Regions from separate parts of the Mus musculus genome. Here region 1 is linked to region 2. A link is a contact called in public HiChIP or PLAC-seq data. All regions are on one chromosome and are shown on one strand. Each heading gives the region's core, a stretch centred on a gene start, on an enhancer-like site or on the middle of the called end of the contact. The rest is flanking DNA. Distances are from core to core; before and after follow the strand shown. Region 1 has its middle 46 kb from the start of Slc22a16. Region 2 has its middle 19 kb from the start of Cdk19.

The links. HiChIP or PLAC-seq counts read pairs in DNA pulled down with a chosen protein or histone mark.
Region 1: a contact with region 2 is called in an H3K27ac HiChIP or PLAC-seq map of hepatocytes, with 6 times the contacts expected there. The contact joins two enhancer-like sites. A contact is called at or near these places in 3 of 15 datasets of contacts at CTCF or cohesin (the NIH/3T3 cell line, large pre-B cells and pro-B cells), 7 of 484 Hi-C or Micro-C datasets (bone marrow-derived macrophages, cochlea, cortical neurons and 2 more), 14 of 115 datasets of contacts at active chromatin or transcription factors (the 230-238 cell line, the HPC-7 cell line, T-cell acute lymphoblastic leukemia and 9 more) and 2 of 9 other capture datasets (embryonic stem cells and embryonic trunk).

What each region holds. Positions count from the first base shown.
Region 1 is chr10:40,520,636-40,527,369 of GRCm38.p6, reverse strand. No RefSeq gene overlaps it. Among named protein-coding and RNA genes, the nearest start is that of Slc22a16, 46 kb to the left of the region's middle. Within about 2 kb of position 2,774, at least 83 of the 459 cell types and tissues checked have an H3K27ac peak or open chromatin away from gene starts, as enhancers often do. A contact at or near this core is called in the HPC-7 cell line and hepatocytes, where this site is marked.
Region 2 is chr10:40,326,837-40,334,091 of GRCm38.p6, reverse strand. It overlaps the pseudogene Gm8948. Among named protein-coding and RNA genes, the nearest start is that of Cdk19, 19 kb to the left of the region's middle. Within about 2 kb of position 5,746, at least 68 of the 459 cell types and tissues checked have an H3K27ac peak or open chromatin away from gene starts, as enhancers often do. A contact at or near this core is called in the HPC-7 cell line and hepatocytes, where this site is marked.

The DNA of each region.
Region 1 (6,734 bases), core at 1,525-4,024, 200 kb before region 2:
CTTACATTTTTTTTAGAGAGACCAGAACTCCCTGGGAAGACCATGGCACACTTACAGAGAGGCGCTGTTACCCACAAAGAATGATGGCTCACCTCTCACCTAGTCTAAACAGGATCTTCCTCTGACCTCTCAGAGTGTGGTGTGTGTCCCAGGAAATTGCCAGTCCTGGGGACAAGTGACTCAGGACTGAGGAAGCTAAAGGTGGGAAGTCACTGATGGCTTTCAGCTAGGGACCACAGGGCAAAAGAAAGCTGTGATAGATCTGCACCAAGAGTAGTCCGGAACTTTTGGGGGCCGGATTGGAGTGACTGGACAGGACTACATAGAGATTCACTGTTTCAAAAGAGAAGGAGGAAGAGGAGGAGGAAGAGAGAATCTTGCCTCCCATCCTCACATTGTCTGTAAAGATTAACTAGAAAGCAGCCAGTGACTTAAACACAAGAGTCAGATTTTATAAGTCTGTAACTTTTAAAAATGTATAATTATTGGTGTGTGTGACGGGAGGGTGTGTCAAAGGACAATTGGGCAGAATCCGTTCTCTCCTTGGGTCCTGGGGATGGAACTCAGGTCACCAGGGAAATCGCCTCTACTGAGCCATCTCAGCAGTCCCAAATCTAAAAAATTTAAAGATAACTGCTCTGCCTGTTAATTTCTGAGCGATAATGTTATAATCAGTGCCTTGTGCCTTGACACAGCCCACATTTATTATCTCCCGATTCCCATGGGCCAGGCTCCTCTGCTTGGAGTCTCAATGGCTGCCATCAAGCTCCTAGACATGTGATCTCTTGATGCCACAAAGCCAGATTCTCCAGCTAGATGGGCACAGTTTCTTATGTAACAGTCATGTAATCACCGGTGCAGCCATCCGCTGTACAGCATTCTGCCTAGCAGCAAGCCACAGATCTTGCCCACAGTCGAAGCCAAAAAGCAGTAATGTAACGATGAAGAGAAGCACAGTTACCCTGCCCTGTCTGTACATGGACCCCACGGTAGAATGAAAACCTACGGAGGAGGAAACCCTGCCTCTGACTGTATTTGGCTTCTTGTCACTTTTCCTGGAGTGGTGCTGCCTGGACCCTCCCATTTACCCTGTATCCTGTATTACAAACAACCTGGAGGCAGACCAAAGTGCTTACGAGAATACAAAGAACTTGAGGGTCTGTGAAGGCCCTGGAAACAGATTCCCAGGGATCTCTAAGGAGAGCAGATAGGAGGCTTTTCTGAATGGGGAAGATGGATACAGGATCACGCAGACCATCTGTTTGCATAAAATCTTTTCTCTGTGGATGTTCCTTGGGCTCCCTGTCTGCTCCATTCTTTCCTGTGCATGGCTTTAGTTCCTCTCTTGCCCTGGCTTCTGACAGAAGGGGGAAGGAGCACACTATGGGTCAGCAGCAGCATCTCGCACACAGTTAGTTCCTGAAGTTGGGTGTAGCCGGGTTGTGCAACGGGAAATCCACAGCCTGATGGGCCTGGGAGATCCCAGCTCTCAGATCCCAGCTCTCACTTGCTGGTTAGGTGAACAGCAGCTAAGATGAAATACTTCCTACTCCCTCTCTCGTACATAACCTCAGGGCTCAGAGATAATTAAATCAGATAAAGTGAGGAAACGGCCAGGTTCACAAAATGATTAAAGATTGCTGTTATTTATAGATGATAGTAACTAGCAGTGCTGTGCTCTAAGTGGGTACGCTCAACATGAAACAGAAACGAGGAGGTCCCTGTGACAGCTATTTATTTGCATATATCGAAACACCAGGATTCTTGCTGACTGTCATAAGGATGGCTACAGCCAGGCATACATACTCTGACAATGGGCTCTTTACAGATCACCTGCAGGATGTCTCTCTGTTTGTTTGTTTTTGTTTTTCAAGACAGGGTTTCTCTGTGTAGCTCTGACTATCCTGGAATTCTCTCTGTAGACCAGACTGGCCTTGAACTCAGAAATGCTCCTGCCTCTGCCTCCCAAGTGCTGGGATTAAAGGCATGTGCCACCACTATTTTTATTATTATCATCATCGTCGTCGTCGTCATTATTAATTTTCATATACGAACAAGATAAATCTTGAGATACTTTAAGACTTTCCTTCCTATTCTGTCGAGAGTGTGGCTGCTTCACACAGGGGTGAAAATACACTAAATAAGATTTCTGTGTCTGATTATTATTAAATTAAAACGCACCAGTGTCCTCTGCGTGTAGTAACACTTTCTTCCACAAGGGGGCAGAATAAGGCTGCATATAATGTTCTTCTTAAAAGGGAAGAAGTTTGTATTACATCTTAAGAGACACTGTATTCCAGTCATTGTTTAAACTTAATTTTTTTATTTCCTACATACATGAATTAATTGTATTCTCTAAAGCAAGAGAAACGAAAATCGCAAAATCATTTGGGAAAATGTTGTTCTTAGCCGACAGCTGGTTAAATTAGCGGCTTAATTCTCTGTTTAAAAATGCTAAAAATTCATCAGCTTTTCTGGGAATCATTTCCTATAGGTCCTGAAGAGGCTTTATGGCTCTAAATTGTTCTCCATTCCTAATTCTTGGTATGCTTGCTACAGGCCATCAAGTTCATGGGTTTATTATAGCCTTGCAAATTAGTAGAAAAAATTTACTAGCTCATAAACATTTTCTCAGTTCCATCATATTCCCCGGGGCAGATCTATCGGGGATGGAAGCTGAAAGCGCTATTATTCGTAACTCATTCAGCTGAAAAGCTGGTGGCTGTTGTGCAACCAGTCTCTGGCTTACGTTCCTCTCCTCGGGCTGTGTGGATAGCACAAGTGGGGAATATATGTGTGTCCAGATGAACCCGTTGCTCAACACCTCATGCAAGAGCAGTTATGTGCACAATCTAACTTCAGCATCAAATGGTGGCCACCCTGTTCCTGGGATCTGAATGTTTGTACCTCTCAAATTTTATATAGTTGGAAAACTGAGGAGATGCCTCAGCTGGTAAAATGCTTGCCACCCAAGTATGAGGCCCCGAGGTCAATCCTCAGAACTCCTGTAAAAATGGGGATCCAAAACAGGCAGATTCCTGGGGATCACTGGCCAGCCAACCTAACCTACTTCATAAGTTTCAAGACAGTGAGGGAGATTCTGTCTCAAAAAATGAGGTGGACAGCTCTGGTGGAGAGAGAGGGTAGTGTGGGTAGTCAAAGCCTGTGCTCACATGATTCTGGGCCTACAGGAACTTCCTGTGAAGTGTCCCAAAGTCAGCCTGTGTTGAGTTGGTCCAAAAGGTGTTCAGCAGGGTTCATCCCTAAAGCCAAAATCAAGTAGGCATTCGGAGGGAGCAATCAGAGTTTGACCTTAAGACCCAAAACTGAGTGAACTCGATGGTACACATCTGTGAGACTAACACAGGAGTATTGCCATGGGGGGTGGGGGATGGGGGGTGTCTTTTGTTTCCTCCTAGACATAGAGAGAAGTCACAGACCCTCATGGCCACATGGACTAAGGACTTAAATGGTCCAAGAAGAAAATACACCATTCTAAGTGGAGAAGAAAACAGCTATTGTTTAGAAATTAGAGTTTAAAAAAAATTCCTGAATAAACAGTGGACAGCTGTTCTCAGCCTCTGCTTTTAGAGCCAATGGAAGGGGGGAGGGGGAGATATTCTTTCAAATGTGGTTTTTGTTCAGAGCCCAGATTTTCTTCTACTAATTTCCAACCCAGAATTAGGGCCTGGTCCAAAGTTTTATTTTGAAGATTATAGACAACAGCAAACTTCCATCAACCACGAAGGTCCAGACAGAGGCCGCAGCCGGCAGCTTCACCGCACAAAGGGGGAGGTGGGCAAGTCTGTGTTAAGGACAGCAAGGCTTCCACATCTTCGAGCATCAGGAAGACAGGACACTGGCCCACCCAAGCGGAAGACAGCTCTTCAAGATCATGTTTGACTTCAGCCCCTTAGTCCATGGGAAAAGCTGTCCTACAGGACCTGGGCTCTAATGAACGCTCCTCCTCTAGTAAACAAGGAAATTATAGAGGTTTCCAACCAGGATATTCATATAAAAATTACTAGCTAAGTCTTACAATTATAAAGGCAGAGGGGTAAACAGTGAGACGGATCTCTCTGTAAACAGACTTGGGGATGACCCCTTAGTTCTCCCTTGCTTCTCCGTTACTGCTCTTTGCGCCCCCCAAATACCTCTCTGTCCTTTGTAGAGGTCTTACACTGTAAGAAATCTCTCTTTCCTGGAATCTTTTTGAGTTACATACATAAACGTTGTTAACAAGAGAGAGAGCAAGATCTGAATGGTTCTCTATTTCCCGTATAATTGTTTTCTTCTCAAATATTTGATGAGAGGAGCATGACACTGGCTGATGTGTATCTTGCCACTGTGTCTATATGTCCCCGACATTCTGTGTACACAGCCTTCCCTCCCACTGTTATGCCAGAGTCAAGTCCCTGAAGGCTGTCCTGCCACCATGCAAGATGCCCTGACACACAAGGTAGTTTTAGTGCACAGCTGGGCTCCCAGAGAGCAGAAAAACTTTCTGAAGTCCAAGAAACGTACAGTGAGAAGAAATCTGGGAGGGAGTCAGTGAGGTGGAAGGCGGTCTGCACAGAGACCTGGGCCTCCGGAAAGGCGGGAGAGCTTGCATTTCCCCCTTAAACCTTTAAGGAGGAACAAACTAGCCTTCTGCATTCTGAAGAAATATAGAAAGTAGAAGAAACTTGTAGAATTTTCTGGATTCTCAGCCTCCAGTCTTCCATGGACCATGCAAAATCTTTTGAATCAAAGAACACTAAATAGCAGAGAGAGAAAAAGAGAGTTGAAAAATAATTAGCTGTATCTGAAAATTACCCACGATATGACATAAAGAGATGAAAAGATAGAAAATATGAAAAAAGGGTTAAGACCTGGACCATGATGGGAAGCGAGGCTCCTGGAGCATGATGGGAGGCTCGGACCCAGGAGCGTGATGGGAGGCTCTTCTTAATACCAACCTAGTCTCCAGGGAAGGGGAGTGATATCAGAGAAAAGGAGAGATTTGGACGAATAAAACATTAAATGAGTTTCCAGAGCTGATGTAGGCCGCAGCTCCACGCACACCAGAAACTCGGCCGACCGACATTGCACCATGAACCTGTACAACAGCCAGACTCATCATTTAAAATGCAAAGTTGCCAAACTCAAAGGGAAGATTTTAAAGGAGATAAGAAAAACAAGATAGATCTCCTACAAAGAAAACAATTGGACTGCCACCAGGCACTGCTTCAGAGCCCAGCATCCTGTGTAAGGAGAGCGACAGCGTGAGAAGAGAGAAACGGGCCTTGCACCGCTTCCAACCCCTTTTAAGAAAGAGTGGGAGACAATGAAAATTTTGAAATAAACATTATGTATGGACAAGAAAATGAGCGCTCTAAGGTAGTGCGAAGCTTAAGCTTCCTTTGGCGTTTACTCCAGGGATCCTTCTCTGTGAAAAACAGATTTAATAGGAGGTTAGCATTTCCCGAGTTGACTGACAAAGACGGGCTTCCGTGCTCCCGACGCTGGGAATTCAGGAAGCAGCTGAGTGATTGGTGGTTTACAATGTCAGAGAGCAGTAATCACAATGCGCGCCTCACTCTCAATTACTTCCAGCATTGTCTGGCTCGGAGGCTATTCTTGAGAACTGAGATGTTTTTCTAAGCCATATTGTGTAGTTTCCACGTGCTCGGCCTGACTAATGCATTAGTCACAGGTTACAACATGAGAGACTCAAGCAAATAGTCTCCATCTTTAACAACCTTGCTTCCCCAGTCCCACGGTCTCCATTCAATGTTCCCCCTGCCTATGTCTCCCAGACTCCCCTTGGCAGGAGCTATTTATTAAGCTGAACTGCCTGCCTCTGGAAACCTTTAGCTCCATGTTGTTGTTGTTTGTTGTTGTTGTTGTTTTCTTTTTAATCTCCACATTCTATCATATGTAAACCTTCACTGAACATCACTCATTCTTTGCTGGACTCTGTTGTCTCCGGTCGGATAGTGCGTGCCCCCAGCTGCCAAGAGAGCTAAGAGCAGGAGACCCAGAGCAAGCATGGCATGGAGCTGAGGCCACAGGAGAAAAGAGATCTTAAGCTATGCTTTCCGTAAGGTGGGAGAGTGTGGGATAACCCAAGAATCCGGCAAACAAATGGAGCCGTGTGTGGCTATGACTGAGATAAACGCAAAGGCTGAGGGATCGTAGCTGCCTGTGGCTTCAGGAGCCAGAGAACTGTTCTCATAAAGTAGTGACAGGACATAAGCACAAGGGACAGACTACCCACAGAACCCGACTGTACTCAGGGCCCCCAAGCGGCAATCATCAAGCCAATAAGAGAGCTAAAGGCTGGAAGAGAAGGTGGACTCTTCTAGCTCTCTGTATACTTGTATCGTCTGTCCCTTCTGTTGCGTCTGGTTCTTGTGTGTTTATCCACACAAAGGGGCCTGTACTTCTTTTAATTGGTGGCCTGAAAACACGATGACTGGAATCAGGAGAACCATGTACAATACTAACTTAGCTGTCATAGACGACCGAACTTTGAAAACTTCCCTTTTGGATTCCTGACTATTTTACGGATATAGAGGATTGGGAAAGGTCTTGAAAAGGAGTTTCAAGATCAGACTCAACCACTGGAGTCACAATTCTGTAGACTGATCACTGAGACAGGAACCACATTGACAGGGTGTGCTATGCACAGTGCCCAAGTCCTGAGGCTTTGAGGACCCCAGCCATGTTAAGTTTGATGTGGGAAAGGCACA
Region 2 (7,255 bases), core at 4,497-6,996:
TGTTGGGGGTTTTGGTGGCTTCAGTGGCTCCATTCCGAAGCTGCTTCGAAGTTACATGACTGTTGAACAAGGTCCAGCAGCTTCTTGATGAGGTGGGCATCTGCGAGGGGATAGGCCTTCGGAGTCACATCAGCCTCTGTCATGGCTGCGGGGCGCCGGCCTCGCCGCGACTCGACGACAGCCCACCTCAAGTCGGACTGAGTCATCAACACATTTAATGAGAGTAAAAACCATTTTATTTATTCTAGGTAGGGCAAAAAAAGAAATTTTTTTTTTTCTTTTTACTTATGTATTTGTTTTTAAACTGCTAGGGATTAAACCTGGGGCCTTGACCATACTAGGCAAATGCTCTACTACAGAGCTATACACCTAACTCAGAGCACAAGAAAGGGAAAGAAAAGAAAGTAACATTTGTTATACACCTACAGGACAAGTGCTGTTAGAAAGCACGATTTTACAATGTATTTTTATCCCTATAATAATCTCATGGAGTAAGAACATTAAGGTTGGAAATGTTTCATGATCATGACTTGTTGATGTCACACTGTTGGGGGTGAGCTTCAGGTTCTAATTTTTGTTTGTTTGTTTGTTTGTTTGTTTGTTTGTTTGTTTTTGTCCTATCTGTCTGTCTGTCTGTCTTGACCTGAATCAGCATGTTGTTCCTCAGTGACAAGATCCCCAAATAGGAGGTAGCCAGGAGATGAGACGATAAAGAAGACAGAAAAGCTGGGTTTCAGAGGTCTTGCATGAGCTGTGCCTTATGCCAAGCAAGTTTATTAAGAAGTACAGCATGTTATAGACTGTTAGATTGAACAAAGTCAGCACACTCTATCACCCAGTGGGACAAAATTAGGAAGAAACTTCAAGCAAGGTTTCACAAGAGGATCACAAGGTATCTCAAGAGAATTACAGACCAAGCACAGAACCACTCAGTGTGAGAGCAGTAACTGAACTCTGACCCCACCCACGTAAGAGCAACAAGTGCTCACTCTTAACAACTGAGCTACCCTTCCAGGTCCTGAGCTGAAACTTCAATGAAGGCGATTATGGCGAACAATAGATTTCAATGTAGACACAGCAGCTGTTCTTGGAGGAAGACGCCGTGGGAGACGTTTGCAAGGAGGGAAAGCCAATCCTTGACCTTGTGCCAGCTGCCTTTCTTGTTAGTTTGTAGAAACTGTTTTGTTTTCCTATGTTTCATTTGAGACAGGGTCTCACTGTATTGACCAAACTAGTCTTGGTTTCCCAATCTTCCTTGCTTGGTGTAATAATTACCACTGTCTACTTAAGACGGCCTAAAATTACCTAGGACACTCACCTCTGCCATTTCTTCCAGGAGTTATCTAGATTAGATTAGCCACTGGGCACATCTGTGAGGGATTATCTAGATTAGGTTGCCCTCTGGGTATGCCCATGGAATTATTTATATTACGTTAATTGAGGTAGAAAGAGTCATTTAACTGTGGGTGGTGATACAGAGTTTGTGACCCCCCTAGGGAAAGACCATAGACCTAATCTAATTATAATTAAAAGATGTATTGATTAGCTGCTAACAGAATGAGCAGTCTCTGAGCCGAATTTGAGCTTGCCATGAAGGAGGGTATAGGGAGTGACTTTTAAAGGGGAAACCAGAAGAAGGCCTTCAATATCTAGGCAAGCAAGTAAAATCCATTCTGTTCTGCCAAGTTAAGTGGTCAGGGCAACTCAAAACAGTCTTTAGGTATCTACATAAGCAAGTTACAGAAGCAAAAAAGGCAGTTCTTCATGTCATCACAAGTCCATGGTCACCGTTGTACATTTCTGAGTAGGGATCAGTGAGTCAGGGTCACTGGGAATTTATCCTCCAGGGACTGGAGTCAGAGACAAACGACTAGTGGGCACCAAGATGGATGCTGAGCATAAAAGGAACTTATTAGCCATATCAGTGGTACTACTCCAAGGGCCAGAGTCATGGACTGAAGAAAAAAAAAAAAAAGAAAAGAAAATTATTCTAACTACCAGCTTTTACCCATTCCTATTTCCTGACACCAGACAGAGTCTAACCAACTGCCTCAGACTCCTGCAGCCATTAACCCCTGCCATAGTGGACTGCACCTTTGACCTGTTAGCCTCTCTGGATTTTGCTTCTTGTCTGAGGTATAGTCATATCGAGACAGATATACTCAGTCTCACAAACGCTGGGATTGAGTCTGCGAGTTACCCCCGGGTCACCAGGCCACTTCAAGTTGAAATCAGTGCTTACTCCAAAGATCCCAAAGCCTTTAAGAATTACACAAAACCATCTTTGCCTACACTTGCTAAATGGAACCGCTAAGCCTGGACAATAGCACTCTTTTCCCCAAAAGACACCTTACTCAATTTCTTAAGCCCACTGAAACCTGTTGCCCAAAGAAAAAGATTCATTTCAAAATATTACCATTTGTTGATAATGGTGACAGGCCTTGTAGCCTAAGACTTCTGATGGCGATGGATGGCAAGATTAATGTTTTCATGCCTAGAAACATAATAGACATTCTGAAATCTGTGGATTAAGGAGTAATTTCAGCTTTTAAGTCTTATTATTTAAAAAAAAAAAGTCTTAATGCAGTTGTTGATGTGGTGATGCCTCCGGAGGGTCTGAGCGCAGCAAACTAAAAACCTGATAATTAGTCACCAGTCTAGAGGGTAAAGAACATGTCTGACTCAAAAGAAGTTAGATTATCAGTATTAACCAGAGTTTAGAGTAAGTTAACTCTAACCCTCACAGATGACCTTGAAGGATTCAAATTTTCACCATAGGTTTGGTGAAACTAGTCACAGAATTATAGGCAGAATCTTAAGTTGGAGGCTAGTGTGTGAGCAAAGAAAGCTATTTCTTGAAATGTAATCTATTTATTCTCAGCGAAGAAACAGTAGATGTTGTTGAAATTACAACAAAGGTCTTCAAATGCACACAAACTTGGTAAAACAGTGGCAGAGTTTGAGAAGGTGGATTCCAATTTTCCGTGGCAATATCCTACCTCCAGCTCCTGATGCCAGGACTTCAGGTATAAAGTCACCTTAACTCCACCTGATTCCGATTTTGAAAGACCCTCTACTATGAATAAAATGTACAATATCACATGCTATAACAAAATCTTTCATTAAAGAAAAAAAGTGACCAAGCCAGCTCAATTACTCAATGGGGTCTTCAGGGAGGGTGTGAGAATTGATAAGAAAAAGACAATTAGACAGCACTATAACGTGACTCCAGCCAGTGCCGAGGCAAATCTGCTTTTATATCATTTTAAGTAAGTGCAAAGAATAAGGTCAGTTCTAGGTCAAGGGACAAAGCAATAAACAAAATTAGTCAGGGAAGAAGGCAATAAATAAAGGTCCGTAGTACTCAGGGACTCATCAAGATGATCAAGATCTTAAGCCTACTTTCTTGCCCTAACCCAGTGTCAAATTCCTACCAAATTTCTAGAAACGGCTCCAAGAGCTCTCCATAAAAAAGGTCAATAGATGTGGCAAACTTTCTAAAGATGTATTTTTACTTTTTGAATCTGTTTATGACTGTGTGTCTGAACAGAGTATGTGCACATGAGTGCAGTTACCTCCAGAGCCCAGAAGAGGGCATCAGGTCCCCTAGAATTGGAGTTTGCAAAGTGGCTCTCTTGTGCAATGTATGGAAGCATCACCTGTCAATTAAAAAGCCTATGGCCAATGAGGTGAGGCAGGAATAGAAGGGGGGACTTCCAGGAGAGAGATGTAGGGGGGGAGGGGAGAAAGACTGAGAGAGACAGAGACAGAGAGACAGAGAGTGACTGAGAGAGACAGAGAGACAGAGAGAGAGAGAAAAGAGAGAAAAGTGAGATTTGCCCAGAATGCTGATGAAGATGGACACGTGAAGCTGAGGGCAGTAACCAGCCACGTGGCACTCTTAGAATAGAATAAATGTAATAATTGAGTTATGAACTAGTCAGAGAACAATCCAAAGCTTTTGGCCTAGGCAACTATTCATGAAATATTAAGTCTCTGAGTCATTATTTCGGGGAACAAAGAGGTTTTGTGGAAAAGCTGGTGGTTACAGGAGTCACAGGTGTTTCTAGCAGCCTGATGTGAACACTGGGAATTCAAGTCCTCTGTAAGAGCAATGCACTTTCTCAACTACTGAGCCATCTCTCTGCCTCAGATGTGGCAAATTTACTGCAGCTCATTTGTTAGTTTAGTTTCCATACCTGGGGATCAAATCTAGCCGTGCTAGGCAAGGGCTCAACCACTGAGCCTCATTCCTATGCTTGGTTTAATTATTTCAAGAAATTGTCTCAGCCATCCAAAACCCTCAGCATGTACTACCCTTGTCAGTCAGCAGTTTTGACACTGAAGCCAGACCCTCCACCAAAGGAAAGTTTATGCTCACTGAAGGCACAAGTAACAATGAGCACATTTTAGTTATAAGATTCTTTGTTATTGTTGTTATTGTTGTTTGAGACTGGGGAATTAGACCCCAAATTTCACACTAAGCTAAGCATATGTGCTCCCACTGAACAACTCCTGGAGTCCTAGTAAAGTTTTTTAAATTAAGGGGTAACTTAGTTAGCATTTCTATTGCTATGATGAAAGACTACAAAAATGCTAGTTGCAGAGGAAAGGGGTTTTTCACACTTCAGCAGTATTCTTCATTCACTGAAGAGGTCAGGACAGGAACTCAAACAGGGAAGGAACTGGAGGCAGGAGTTGATGCAGAGGCCATGGAGGGGTGTTGCTTACTGACTTGCTTCAACTGGTTTGCTCAGCCTTTCTTATAGAACCTAGGACTACCAGTCCAGGGATGACACCAACCAAAATGGGCAGGACCCTCCCCCATCAATCAGTAATTAAGAAAATGCCTTACACCCAGATCTTCTAGAGACAATTAAAAAAAATTCTTTATTTTATGAGCATTGGTGTTTTGTCTGCTTGTATGTCTGTGTGAGGGATTCAGATCCTGGAGCTACAGACAGATATCAGTCACCATGTGGGTGCTGGGAATTGAACTTGGGTCCTCTGAAAGAGCAACCAGTGCTGTTAACCATTGAGCCATCTCCCCAGCGCCTGAGGCATTTTTTAATTGAAGTTCCCTCCTCTCAGATAGTGTCAAGCTGACGTGAGACCAGCCAGCACACATGGTGACTATAACTTCACCAGAACCTCTTGCAGAACCAGGACTAAGTGGGACCACACCACAAGTATGGCTGCAAAGGATCTCTTGCTCCATCTTCCTTCGGTTCCTTTCTCAAAGCCTTGAAGACAGAATGGGACACTCACTGGCTTAGCTGATCTCCCTAGTGTGGTCACATCCGTCTGCTCTCTGACTTTACCACTGCTTACACATCTTATGTTGGGTTAAGTGATAGATTCTAGCCTCTGAAAACTTCTGAAGTCAGGACTTTGCCCAAAACCTCCAATAATAACAAGTTGGCTTTTGAACAAGTTTGTCTTTGGTGTGTGTGTGTATGTGTGTGTGTGTGTGTTTTCATTTGTTTGCTTGCTTGCTTGCTTGTCTTTAGAAACAGAGTCTTATGTGAATTTATTACGTAGCTCAAGACCTTACACTCAGGATCCTCCTGTCCCAGTCCTAACTGCTGGCAACACAGGCATGCCTACCTTTGTGCCTTGTAAATGAGATCTGATTGGACGATGGGGCATGGGCGTGGTCAGTGATCAGGGTTGCAGGGTAAGGACCTGTAAGGGAGTTCAGAGGACAAGCACGACTCTGTGTGTATACTAAGAAACTGGTCTGGCAACCATGTAAGCAAACCCTTGCCCGGGCCTCAGTTTGGGCCCAGGGTCCAGCTACAGTGACTCATCAGAAAGAGGCTGGTTTATTTAGAGTCAGCACTGGCTGGACAGTGGGAAACCAGCCTGCCGTTCATCTGCAGAACCCAGGCCAAGGCATGAGGACAAACATTATCTCTCTGGCTTCAGTGTCTGGACAGGAACTGCCAGTTCCCAGTAATAACTGAACGCTCTCACTAAGTTATGATAAGATAAAAAGCACACACATCGCAGTAAAGCTTAAGAGAAAGTTGTTAAGGTTAGAGGCTGTGCTTTGGGAAACTGCTTCAGCACTGCACGGCGAATGTTCACAGGCAGGAGCAAAAACTGAATTTGAAGATTGTAAAGAGAGAGCTCAGTGGTTAGAGTGCTTCAGATTCTCCCAGGTTGCTACGTCCACTCCAGTGAAGTTTGCTTGGCAGGCGGAGAGGCCTGGGAGCACTCATGAGGCAAAGAGTTTCACAGAAACTCACCTCCTGGAACTTTGATGTTCTCATAACCTGTATACTCATACCCTATCCCCAAGCTAGTCTAGTGTATGGATGCACGTGCTCTCTTTCAGTATTATTTTATTATAAGTGCCTTTTAAGATTGAATTCTGACATAGCTAAGCCTTCGCCAGTGTTCCAACGTCCCAGAAAATCCTTAAAGCTGACAAACTTGGAATTCAATAGGAATTCAGTGAGGTTACCTATTCAGTAACATTCAAATTTACTTCTAGTAGAGACTGTGAAACTAATTAGGCATTACAAAGAACAGAGCCAGAATAGCTCAGGGCTGGTCTGCAGAGTGTTTACTTGAGATAATATCCAGTCTTACCCAGACCAGGGACTTCACAATGGCCTAGTGAACAAACAGGTGGGTTCACCATATGTAAATAGTCATCTTATAATAAAATATATTAAAGGGACTGAAATGGACCTCATTAGTACAGCACCTGCCTAGTAAAGGTAGTAAAAGATCGCTGTAAAATTAGTCAATGAATAGAGGGATTTATGATATACAAAAAGTAAATTCAGATTGGATACACAGTCTCATTTGGGAGAAGTAACTACTGTTAACTCTTAAGTGTGGATCATCCAATTTTTTTCAAAATGTATGTCTTGGAGCTGCTATTGCTGGGATGGAATGCCATGACCAAAGCAACTTGGGGAGGAGAGGGTAATTCAGCTTATACTTCAGCATCAGTGAAAAAGTCAGGAAAGGAACTCAAACAGGGCAGGAACCTGGATGAAGAAACCAGGGGGCTTATTGGCTTGTTCCTCATGGCTGCTTGTCTGTTTTTTCTATCTGCCTGTCTCCTCTCAGATAGCCTGTTTTCACTCTGTGTCATGGAGATCCTGCAGCTTTGGATCTGCAGCCCCTTCACACCCTCCAGCAGTTCATAGATGGGGTAGATGTTGACGTGGGCCAACTCAAAGCACTGAGTCTGGGCCTGGGTGGTAGCTGAGTTGGTCAGACCACCAGCTGCCCTGTA